Regions from separate parts of the Macaca mulatta genome. Here region 1 is linked to region 2. Evidence: chromatin contacts called from public Hi-C data. All regions are on one chromosome and are shown on one strand. Each heading gives the region's core, a stretch centred on a gene start, on an enhancer-like site or on the middle of the called end of the contact. The rest is flanking DNA. Distances are from core to core; before and after follow the strand shown. Region 1 holds the start of C16H17orf107 (chromosome 16 C17orf107 homolog). Region 2 holds the start of PLD2 (phospholipase D2).

Evidence for each region. Hi-C and Micro-C count contacts between places; a contact is called where the count stands out from the background.
Region 1: a Hi-C map of blood shows a contact between it and region 2, with 3 times the contacts expected there. The contact joins the promoter of C16H17orf107 here to the promoter of PLD2 in region 2. A contact is called at or near these places in 5 of 14 Hi-C or Micro-C datasets (CD4 T cells, blood, fetal cortical plate and 2 more).

Annotation. Positions count from the first base shown.
Region 1 is chr16:6,439,230-6,443,621 of T2T-MMU8v2.0, reverse strand. It overlaps C16H17orf107 (chromosome 16 C17orf107 homolog), which reads right to left and starts at 2,616. Exons shown (of 3, transcript XM_077970082.1): 1 at 2,320-2,616; 2 at 1,648-2,218; 3 at 1-1,552. The coding sequence starts at 2,436. The coding sequence ends at 1,512. It overlaps CHRNE (cholinergic receptor nicotinic epsilon subunit), which reads left to right. Exons shown (of 13, transcript XM_077970053.1): 5 at 48-203; 6 at 502-602; 7 at 910-1,110; 8 at 1,193-1,307; 9 at 2,570-2,684; 10 at 2,767-2,953; 11 at 3,039-3,145; 12 at 3,255-3,443; 13 at 3,535-4,087. The coding sequence ends at 3,410. MINK1 (misshapen like kinase 1) reads right to left here. Exons shown (of 32, transcript XM_077969862.1): 32 at 4,091-4,392.
Region 2 is chr16:6,341,548-6,345,971 of T2T-MMU8v2.0, reverse strand. PLD2 (phospholipase D2) reads right to left here and starts at 1,944. Exons shown (of 25, transcript XM_077969938.1): 1 at 1,892-1,944; 2 at 1,229-1,338; 3 at 997-1,127; 4 at 694-836; 5 at 1-11. The coding sequence starts at 1,337. LOC106993866 reads left to right here and starts at 2,110. Exons shown (of 2, transcript XR_013405987.1): 1 at 2,110-2,218.

The DNA of each region.
Region 1 (4,392 bases), core at 1,367-3,866, 97 kb before region 2:
AGAGGGTGCAGATCTGTGCAAAAAGCTCGGTTTCCCCGAGCTCACAGTATTGATGGCCAGTTCGGCGTGGCCTACGACGTCAACGTGCTGGTCTACGAGGACGGCTCCGTGACGTGGTTGCCTCCGGCCATCTACCGCAGCGTCTGCGCCGTGGAGGTCACCTACTTCCCCTTCGATTGGCAGAACTGTTCGCTTATTTTCCGGTGGGAAGAGTTACTCCGAGGCTCGGACGGTTATGGGAGGGGCCTGTGTGTGGGCGGGGCCAAGTGGCAGCACCGCCCTCGGGGCGGGGCTTCGCGCTGGAGGTGGAGCCAGTTGTAGGCACAGGGTGGGACGCTGGAGCGGAGTCCGAGGTAGAGGTGGGAACAGAGGCGCGCGGGCTGGGCCTGGGTGAAGGGGTGGGGCCTCGCAGCCCCGCTAGATCCCAGCTTCCAGGGCAGGGTCTGAGGCTGGGGCCCGGGTCAGAGCTTGTGGGGTGGGCTCCCGGCCCTGGCTCCGCAGCTCTCAGACGTACAATGCCGAAGAAGTGGAGTTCACCTTTGCTGTGGACGACTCCGGCGAGACCATCAACAAGATCGACATCGACACTGAGGCCTATACTGGTGAAGCCCCGCCTGCTCAGAAAAACCCGCTTCTAGACGGGGTCCAGAGAGGGGACTTCCAGGGTGGGCTTGCCCCAGACCAATGCCACTGGAGGATGACTTCCGCAACCGGGTTTAGCTTACCCCTGTCCTGAAATCATTCTCGATTGTTACTCTAGTCCTGCCTTCTGGCTTTCCATACCCTCAAAGAGAATGCCCTTTTCTGCCCGAATTGCCCCCACCCTGACGGCCCATGACCCTGGTGCAGACAGCCGCAGCCTCCTCTTCAGCCCGCCGTCAGCCGGCTGACCCTGCCCGCGTCCCGCAGAGAACGGCGAGTGGGCCATCGATTACTGCCCGGGGGTGATCCGCCGCCACGACAGTGGCGCCACCGACGGCCCAGGGGAGACTGACGTCGTCTACTCGCTCATCATCCGCCGGAAGCCGCTGTTCTACGTCATTAACATCATCGTGCCCTGTGTGCTCATCTCGGGCCTGGTGCTTCTCGCCTACTTCCTGCCGGCGCAGGGTAAGCAGTGGCCCCGAACCCACACCCAAACCCGGGGTCGCTCCCGGGAGGCGGGGCCCGCTCTCACCGGCTCTCCCTCCAGCCGGCGGCCAGAAATGCACGGTCTCCATCAACGTCCTGCTCGCCCAGACCGTCTTCTTGTTCCTCATTGCCCAGAAAATCCCAGAGACGTCTCTGAGCGTGCCGCTCCTGGGCAGGTAAGGGCGGAGCAGGTCTGGGCGGTGACCCCCGCGGGGGCGTGGCCAGTGTGAAGGGCGGGGCCAAGGGGGGTTGTCGGGTGGGGGCGTGGCCAAAACCCAGAGACCCCGGGAGAAGCTCTGGCTGTCTCGCCCCGCCCTGGGCTTTATTCGGACGCCGGGTGGGGCTGGGACGGGGATGGAGTCCCTGGTCTGCCGTCCTCCTCACTGCTGCTGGACGTCACCTGGAGGTCTCCTGAGTAGCTCTGTTGAGGGACGGTCCGGCTCAGTGCCTCCCTAGCCCCGCCGCCGCCGCCGCCGCCGCCTCTGGCCCCCAACTCACCCCGCATCCCGAGCTCACTGGTTCTCCGGGGATTCCGAGGCCTAGCTGCTGTTGCCACTGTCGCAGGAATGAGGCAGACCCCTGCAGACCCCGTCCACACAGGCATAGCCACGCTCCCTGGACTAGAAGCCGGGCGCCGGCGCCCATCGCAGCCCCAGCTTGCCGAGTCCCCTGCCCCGCGGCCTGGGCTACCCGGCTCAGAGCTGCACCCGGATCCCCGCCGTCTGGGGCTGGGCCCGCGCTGCTGTCTAGTCGCCGCGCCTCCTGCTGCAGCCACAGGGCTGAGATCTGCAATGGGAGCACAGGGGTTAGCGGGGAGGCAGAGGTCCTTGCTCCCGCTGCCAGATTGCCGCGTATCCTGAGCCCCCCAGTACCCCACCTCTAACAAGGTGGCGCCGAAGCTCACGAGGCTGGCTGCGGCTTCTCTTAACACCAGCCCCAGGGTGGGCTTCGGGGCAGGCAGCATCCCCTGCATATTCAGCTCCGGTGGCTCCAGGGATTTCAGCTCTCTGAACCTCTGCTCCAGATATTCATGGGCTGCGGCCACGGAGAGTTCCAGGGAAGACAGAAGTGGGGGCTGGAGGGCCACCTGGAGATGGAGCAGAGCAGTAGCAGGGCAAGGGTCACAGGGCGCGCAGGAGACCTACCCAGAAAGTGTCGAGGTGCTGCCCTCGGCGGGCGTAGCCTCACCTCGGTGGAGCTGTGGAAGTGGTAGATCCACATCAGGGTGTCCAGGGAGCTGGGGGTTCCCTTCATGGCTGCCACAAGTGGTAGGACGGGAGAAGGGCTGGGGGATGCGTCTGTCATCGCGCAGGGGTCGCAGCTGGAGGGCGTAACCAACCCGTGCCAGGAGAAGCCGTGTTTGTGAGGTCAGAGAGCGCGTGGCACCTTCCGTAGCTGGGAGGGGGAGCGGTGATGTCACGCATTGTGGGCTTCTCAGGTTCCTTATTTTCGTCATGGTGGTCGCCACGCTCATTGTCATGAATTGCGTCATCGTGCTCAACGTGTCCCTGCGGACGCCCACGACCCACAGCATGTCCCCGCGGCTGCGCCACGTAAGTGCGGAGGGGCCGGTGCGGCCCGGTGGGGGTGGAGCTTACTACTAACCCCGCCCCCTAAGCCCCGCCTCTAACCCAGGTTCTCCTGGAGCTGCTGCCGCGCCTGCTGGGCTCCCCGCCGCCCCCCGAGGCTCCCCGAGCCGCCTCGCCTCCAAGGCGGGCGTCGTCTGTGGGCTTATTGCTCCGCGCGGAGGAGCTGATACTAAAAAAGCCGCGGAGCGAGCTCGTGTTTGAGGGGCAGAGGCACCGGCACGGGACCTGGACGGGTGAGCACAGTGGCCCGGCGGGCTGCGGGGGGTGCCTGCCACGGGGGAGGCTCCTAACGGCCCACCCCGGTGTTTTCCCCGCCAGCTGCCTTCTGCCAGAGCCTGGGCGCCGCCGCCCCCGAGGTCCGCTGCTGTGTGGATGCCGTGAACTTCGTGGCCGAGAGCACGAGAGATCAGGAGGCCACCGGCGAGGTGGGACGGGAGCCAGAGGCGGGTGGAGCGCGGCAGAGGCCCCCCACTGTCTCCCATGCAGCTGGCTCCAGCAGCTGCCTCTTTACTGACTGTGCCATCCCTTCCCCAGGAAGTGTCCGACTGGGTGCGCATGGGGAATGCCCTTGACAACATCTGCTTCTGGGCCGCTCTGGTGCTCTTCAGCGTGGGCTCCAGCCTCATCTTCCTCGGGGCCTACTTCAACCGAGTGCCTGATCTCCCGTACCCGCCGTGTATCCAGCCTTAGTGCGCACCGACTTCAACTTCCCACCCATCTCCAGTAGGAAACTGATTTTGAAAAAGGCTGCCGCCACCGCGGCATTATGATCCCTTCCCACGGCTGATCAATCTGTATTTTGTGAACTTTACAGGAAGAATGGTGTGTGCCCACCCCTTGGTGTGTGTAGGCCTGGCCCCAGTCCAGGGGTCAGCAGGAGGAAACGATTCACACAGGCTCTCAGGTGCCAGTGTTCCAGAAAGCAAGGACTGCCCTTCATTCAGCCTTGCTGACCTCCCAGCCTTTCTCAGGCCCAGCCCCAGGGGACTCTGGAGGCTGCCAGCTTGTGAGCTGCCTTTGTTCATCTCAGAGCCAGACAGGAGACCCCTTTGCAGGACTTGCACATAGGGAGGCTGGAGCCAGGAAACCCTCTTCTTCCCTGGTCTGGCTCTGCTGGAGCTGGTGGGAACCAAACCCCTTCAGTGCCGGTGGCCCTCTGGCCCACAAGTTTAGGGCTGAGGCTGCCCTGGTCCTCCTGCAGTCATTTCTTCTAGGTTTTCTTGGCCCAGCACTGCCCATCCCAACCCCCATGAGGCTCACTCATTGCAGATCCCAGCCCACCCTGCCCCTTTCTTCTGCACCCTGGAGGCGCTCTCTGCCTAGTATACAGGACTGAGAGAAAGCAATAAAATGGGGCCTGCATGGTGGGAGCTGGTTGAATTGTCTTTATTAACAAACAGGATATCCAAGGCCACTACATTGAGGAGGGGTGGGGGGAGGGAGGAGGAGGGTTACTTGCTGCTCACACTATATACAGATGCAAGCAAGGGGCGTGGAGAGTGAGGGCTCCCTGCTCCCTCCCTCCACGGGGAAGGGCATGGGCTAGAAGAGGAGGAGATGGGGGTTGGGAAAGGGGGGAACGTTTTGGCTGGCGGGGTCCCCCCTCCATTCCCTGGAGTTTGGGGAAAGGGGAATCATTAAAGTGCTTTCAGAAAATGAAGAAATGGTCCCT
Region 2 (4,424 bases), core at 695-3,194:
CAACGGCAAAACTGTGGAAAGGATGGATGAGGTTCAGGTAAGAGCTGGGAGGCTGGGTGCTCTGGTTCCTGAAAACACTGGAGATGGGGCTTGGAGGAAAAGAAGAGGCCTGGAGGTGGCCAGGTGTGGTGGCTCATGCCTGGAATCCCGGCACTTGGGGAGGCTGCAGCAGGTGGATCACTTGAGCTCAGGAATTTAAGACCAGCCTGGGCAACACAACAGCACCCCATCTCTACAAAATATACAAAAATTAGTTGGGTGTGGTGGCTGTGGTCCCAGCTACTCGGGAGGCTGAAGTAGGAGGGTTGCTTGAGCCCAGGAGGTTGACATGAGCCAAGATCATACCAGTGCACTCTAGCCTGGGTGACAGAGGGAGACCTTGTCCAAAACAAAAACAAAAACCAAGCAAAAGTCCTAGAGTCTGGCAAAAGGAAGGCCCCCTACCCTGGGAATGGAGACTAGAAAAGGGTGAGGCTGCCAAGAGTATTTTGGGCATCCCGCCCAGCTGAGATGCTGGCACAGAACCATGGACAGGGAAAGCTGAGCAGGGAAAGTTTCCTGGTAACTGGGGTCAGGGGAGGGGCCCAGTGGCCAGAGTTGCAGGGAGGAAAGATTGTGGCCTGGGGGTGAGACAGGCAGAAAGGAGGGTGGGGGGCACCTGCCCTCTACAGGACTCAGTCTGATTCCCCTTACCGAGCCAGAGGGAGCAGACTCATCAAGACTTTGTGTCTCAGGAGGTCCCGATGCAGCTCCTGAAAATGACGGAACTTCTTCTTGGTTGTCCAGGTAAAGTCGCCGTGAGTCAAGCGGACAGAATACAGAGTGCAGGTTCCTACCTAGGGGTGTGAGGAACTGAATGGATGACCCCCGTGTTGAGTCCCCGCCTCCCCACTCTGGCCAGCTCTCCCTTTCCCTCTTCCCTGGGGCCAGCCCAGCCACCTTGGATCCATTCCAGGCCGCCCTCCCTTTCCCCCTCCCTGGGGCCAGTCTGGCCACCTTGGATCCGCTGGTGTATCTTTCGGTGCCCACCACCTGGGCTGTGACAGGGACCCCAGGTGCGAACACCAAGGGGTGCACTTTCAGAGGCTGAAGCTCATAGGTGGCCAGAAACGGGTGCATCCGGTCGGCTGGGAAGAAAGAAAGTCGAGGAGTGTAGACCCCCACAGGCCCCAGCCCCCTGGCTCCCCACGCCTCTCCTCCCCGAGGGCCATCCATATTCCCTGTGTACCTGGGTCCTCTCCCTCCCTCAGAGTGTCCACCTCATCGGACTCCATCTGGAGCTGGCTGGAGTCCAGTTCGTCCCCAGTGGGGAAGAGGCTCTCAGGGGTCGCCATCATCCTAGGAATATAGGGAATCCTCAGGGAGGCGAGTTGCCCTGCAGCACCCGCCCCCCCATCCTAACTCCTGCAGGTCCTCCATCTCTTCCAGGTCCTCCTCTTCCCCCACAGACTCCTGACCGCCCGCTGATGACGACCGACCAGTTTGCAACGCCCCACCGACCCCTTCGAGCCCCCATCCGCTATCTTAGTCCTTCATCCACAATCCCAGTCCCAGTCCCGCTCCCCGACCCCCGCCCCGTCCCGTAACCAGAGACCCGGGGAACACCCAGCCAGGCCCGGAAGGCTCCGACCTGGGGCGCCACAGCAGCTGCGCGGGGAAGCGGCCCCGGGTGGTCGGGAGAGCGCGGGGCTACGGGGCTTACGCCAGGCCAGGCGGGCCGGGGGCAGGGGTCCAGGCAGGAATGAGGAAGTTACGCGATCCCCGCCGAGGGGAGAAACCCCGAAATCTGAGCGTGCGACTGAGTCTGGAGGCTCCGCAGCCCGAGCCCTTTCCGTCCCCGCCCGATTCCCGGGACCGGGGACCCCAGCGCGCCCCTTCCCGGCCGCCTCACCCTGGCAGACGGAGCCAGCGCCCGCGCGGGTTCCGGAGCCAAGCGAGCAGAGCGGAGCCGGAGCCGCAGCCGGAGCCCACGCCCCAGCAGGCCGGGGCGGGGCTGGGGCTCAGGGCCTGCCCTCGGGGGCGGGACGGCCCCCGGCCTCACCTCCGCGGGATTCTCGTCTGTCCTGTCCCGCCCCCGCCGCCCTCGGCCCGCCCCGCCGCCCCGCCGCCCCGCCGCCCCGCCGCCCCGCCGCCCCGCCGCCCCGCCGCCCCGCGCACCACCGGGAGCCCGGGGGCTGCACTGTGCTCTGCAGGGCCGCGGGGCCGCGCAGCTCTCTCGGTGAGACCGGCAAGTGCTGCAAAGCGTCGGGGCTTTCCGCGCCGTCGGTCCCAGCGTGCCCGCCCGCCGCCCGCCGCCCGCCGCCCGCCGCCCGCCGCCCGCCGCCCGCCGCCCGCCGGGGCACCCCGCGCTGCGCGCATCCTTCCGCTCGGCTCCCGCCCCGGGCCCCTCCAGCCGCGGGCGCTGCCTCGGCCCCCGGGGACACGCGCCTCCGCTGCGGGAGCTGCCGGTGGGTGCCCCTCTCCCAGACTCGCTGCGAGCCACGTTCGACCTAGCCCAGATAGCGTTTGTACCTGGAAGGAATGAGGGCGTAAAAGGCCCGAGGGGTGGTGGCTACAAACCCATTAGTGTAAGAAAGCGGGCATTCTTTCATTCATTCACCAAACATGTATTGCGCGCTTACTCCTTGCCAGACACTGAGCGTATGGTAGTAAATAAGATGGTTACGGAGCCTGCTCAGCTGGAATTGACAGTCTAGGGGGGAAATAAAATTTTTTCGGGTATTAAAATACAAGAGATTTCAATCTTTTTTAAAAAGCAGATTTATTTTTCTCTTCTTTTGATAGACATGTGTGTTTCCAGTTTTGCCCGTTGTTTTAGCTCCTGTAAACATCCCTGTCTTTGTGTGGATAGTTTTCCTTTATCTTGGGTAACTAGCGAGTGGAGTTGTTGGATCATGTAAGTGTATGTTTAACTTATAAGAAACTATCACACGATTTTTTTTGAAATGGTTGTTACAGTCTAGATTTCCAAAATCAGTGTATGGTGGTTCCAGTTATTCTATGGCATAGCCAACATTTGATATTCTAAATCTTTAGCGTTGGCCATTGAATGGATGTCATAGGCACACCATTGCAATTTGATTTGCATTTATCTGGAGATCAATGATATTGACCATGTTTCATGTGCTGATTGGCCATTTGGCCATTTGTATGCATTCTTTTTTTTTTTTTTTTGAGACGGAGTCTTGCTGTGTCTCCCAGGCTGGAGTGCAATGGCCAGATCTCGGCTCACTGCAAGCTCCGCCTCCCGGGTTCACGCCATTCTCCTGCCTCAGCCTCCCAAGTAGCTGGGACTACAGGCACCCGCCACCTCGCCCGGCTAGTTTTTTTTTTTTTTTTTTTGTATTTTTTTATTAGAGACGGGGTTTCACCGTGTTAGCCAGGATGGTCTCGATCTCCTGACCTCGTGATCCGCCCGTCTCGGCCTCCCAAAGTGCTGGGATTACAGGCTTGAGCCACCGCGCCCGGCCTGCATTCTTTTATAAAGTGCCTATTCAGTCTTTTGCTAATATTTATTTATTTTTTTTTTTTTGAGACAGAGTCTCACTCTTGTTGCCCATGCTGTAGAGCAGTGGCACGATCTCGGCTCACTGCAACCTCCCCCTTCTGGGTTCAAGGGCTTTCCTGCTAATTTTTGTATTTTTAGTAGAGACAGGTTTCACCATGTTGGCCAGGCTGGTCTCAAACTCCAGACCTCAAGTGATCTGCCCTCCTTGGCCTCCCAAAGTGCTGTGATTACAGGCGGGAGCCACCATCCCCGGCCTTTTGCTAATTTTTTCTTTTCTTTTTTTTTTTTTTTTTTGAGAGGGAGTTTTGCTCTTGTTGCCCAGGCTGGAGTGCAATGGCGGGATCTCGGCTCACTGCAACCTGCGCCTCCCAGGTTCCAGCAATTCTCCTGCCTCAGCCTCTTGAGTAGCTGGGATTACAGCCACCGGCCACCACGCCTAGCTAAATTTTTGTATTTTTAGTAGAGATGGGGTTTCACAATGTTGGCCAGGCTGGTCTGGAACTCCTGACCTCAGATGATCCACCCTCCTTGGCCTCCCAAAGTGCTGGGATTACAGGCGTGAGCCACCACACCTGGTCATAAACTTCTAAATTTAAGGCAAAAACAATCTATAGTGATGGAAATCAGATCAGTAGTTGCCTGTGGCAGGGTGTAAGGAAAAGATTGCCTGTAAAGGGACACGTGAGGGAACATTCCAGGATGATGAGAATGCCCTATATTTTGATAGGAGTGGTGATTGCATGGGAGCATACACTTGTTAATACTCATGGAACTGTACGTTAAGATGTGTGCATTAAATTGTATGTACATTTTTGCTTCAATAAAGTTCATTGAAAGAAAAACAAGGCCGGGCGTGGTGGCTCACGCCTGTAATCCCGATACTTTGGGAGGCCGAGGTGGGTGGATCACGAGGTCA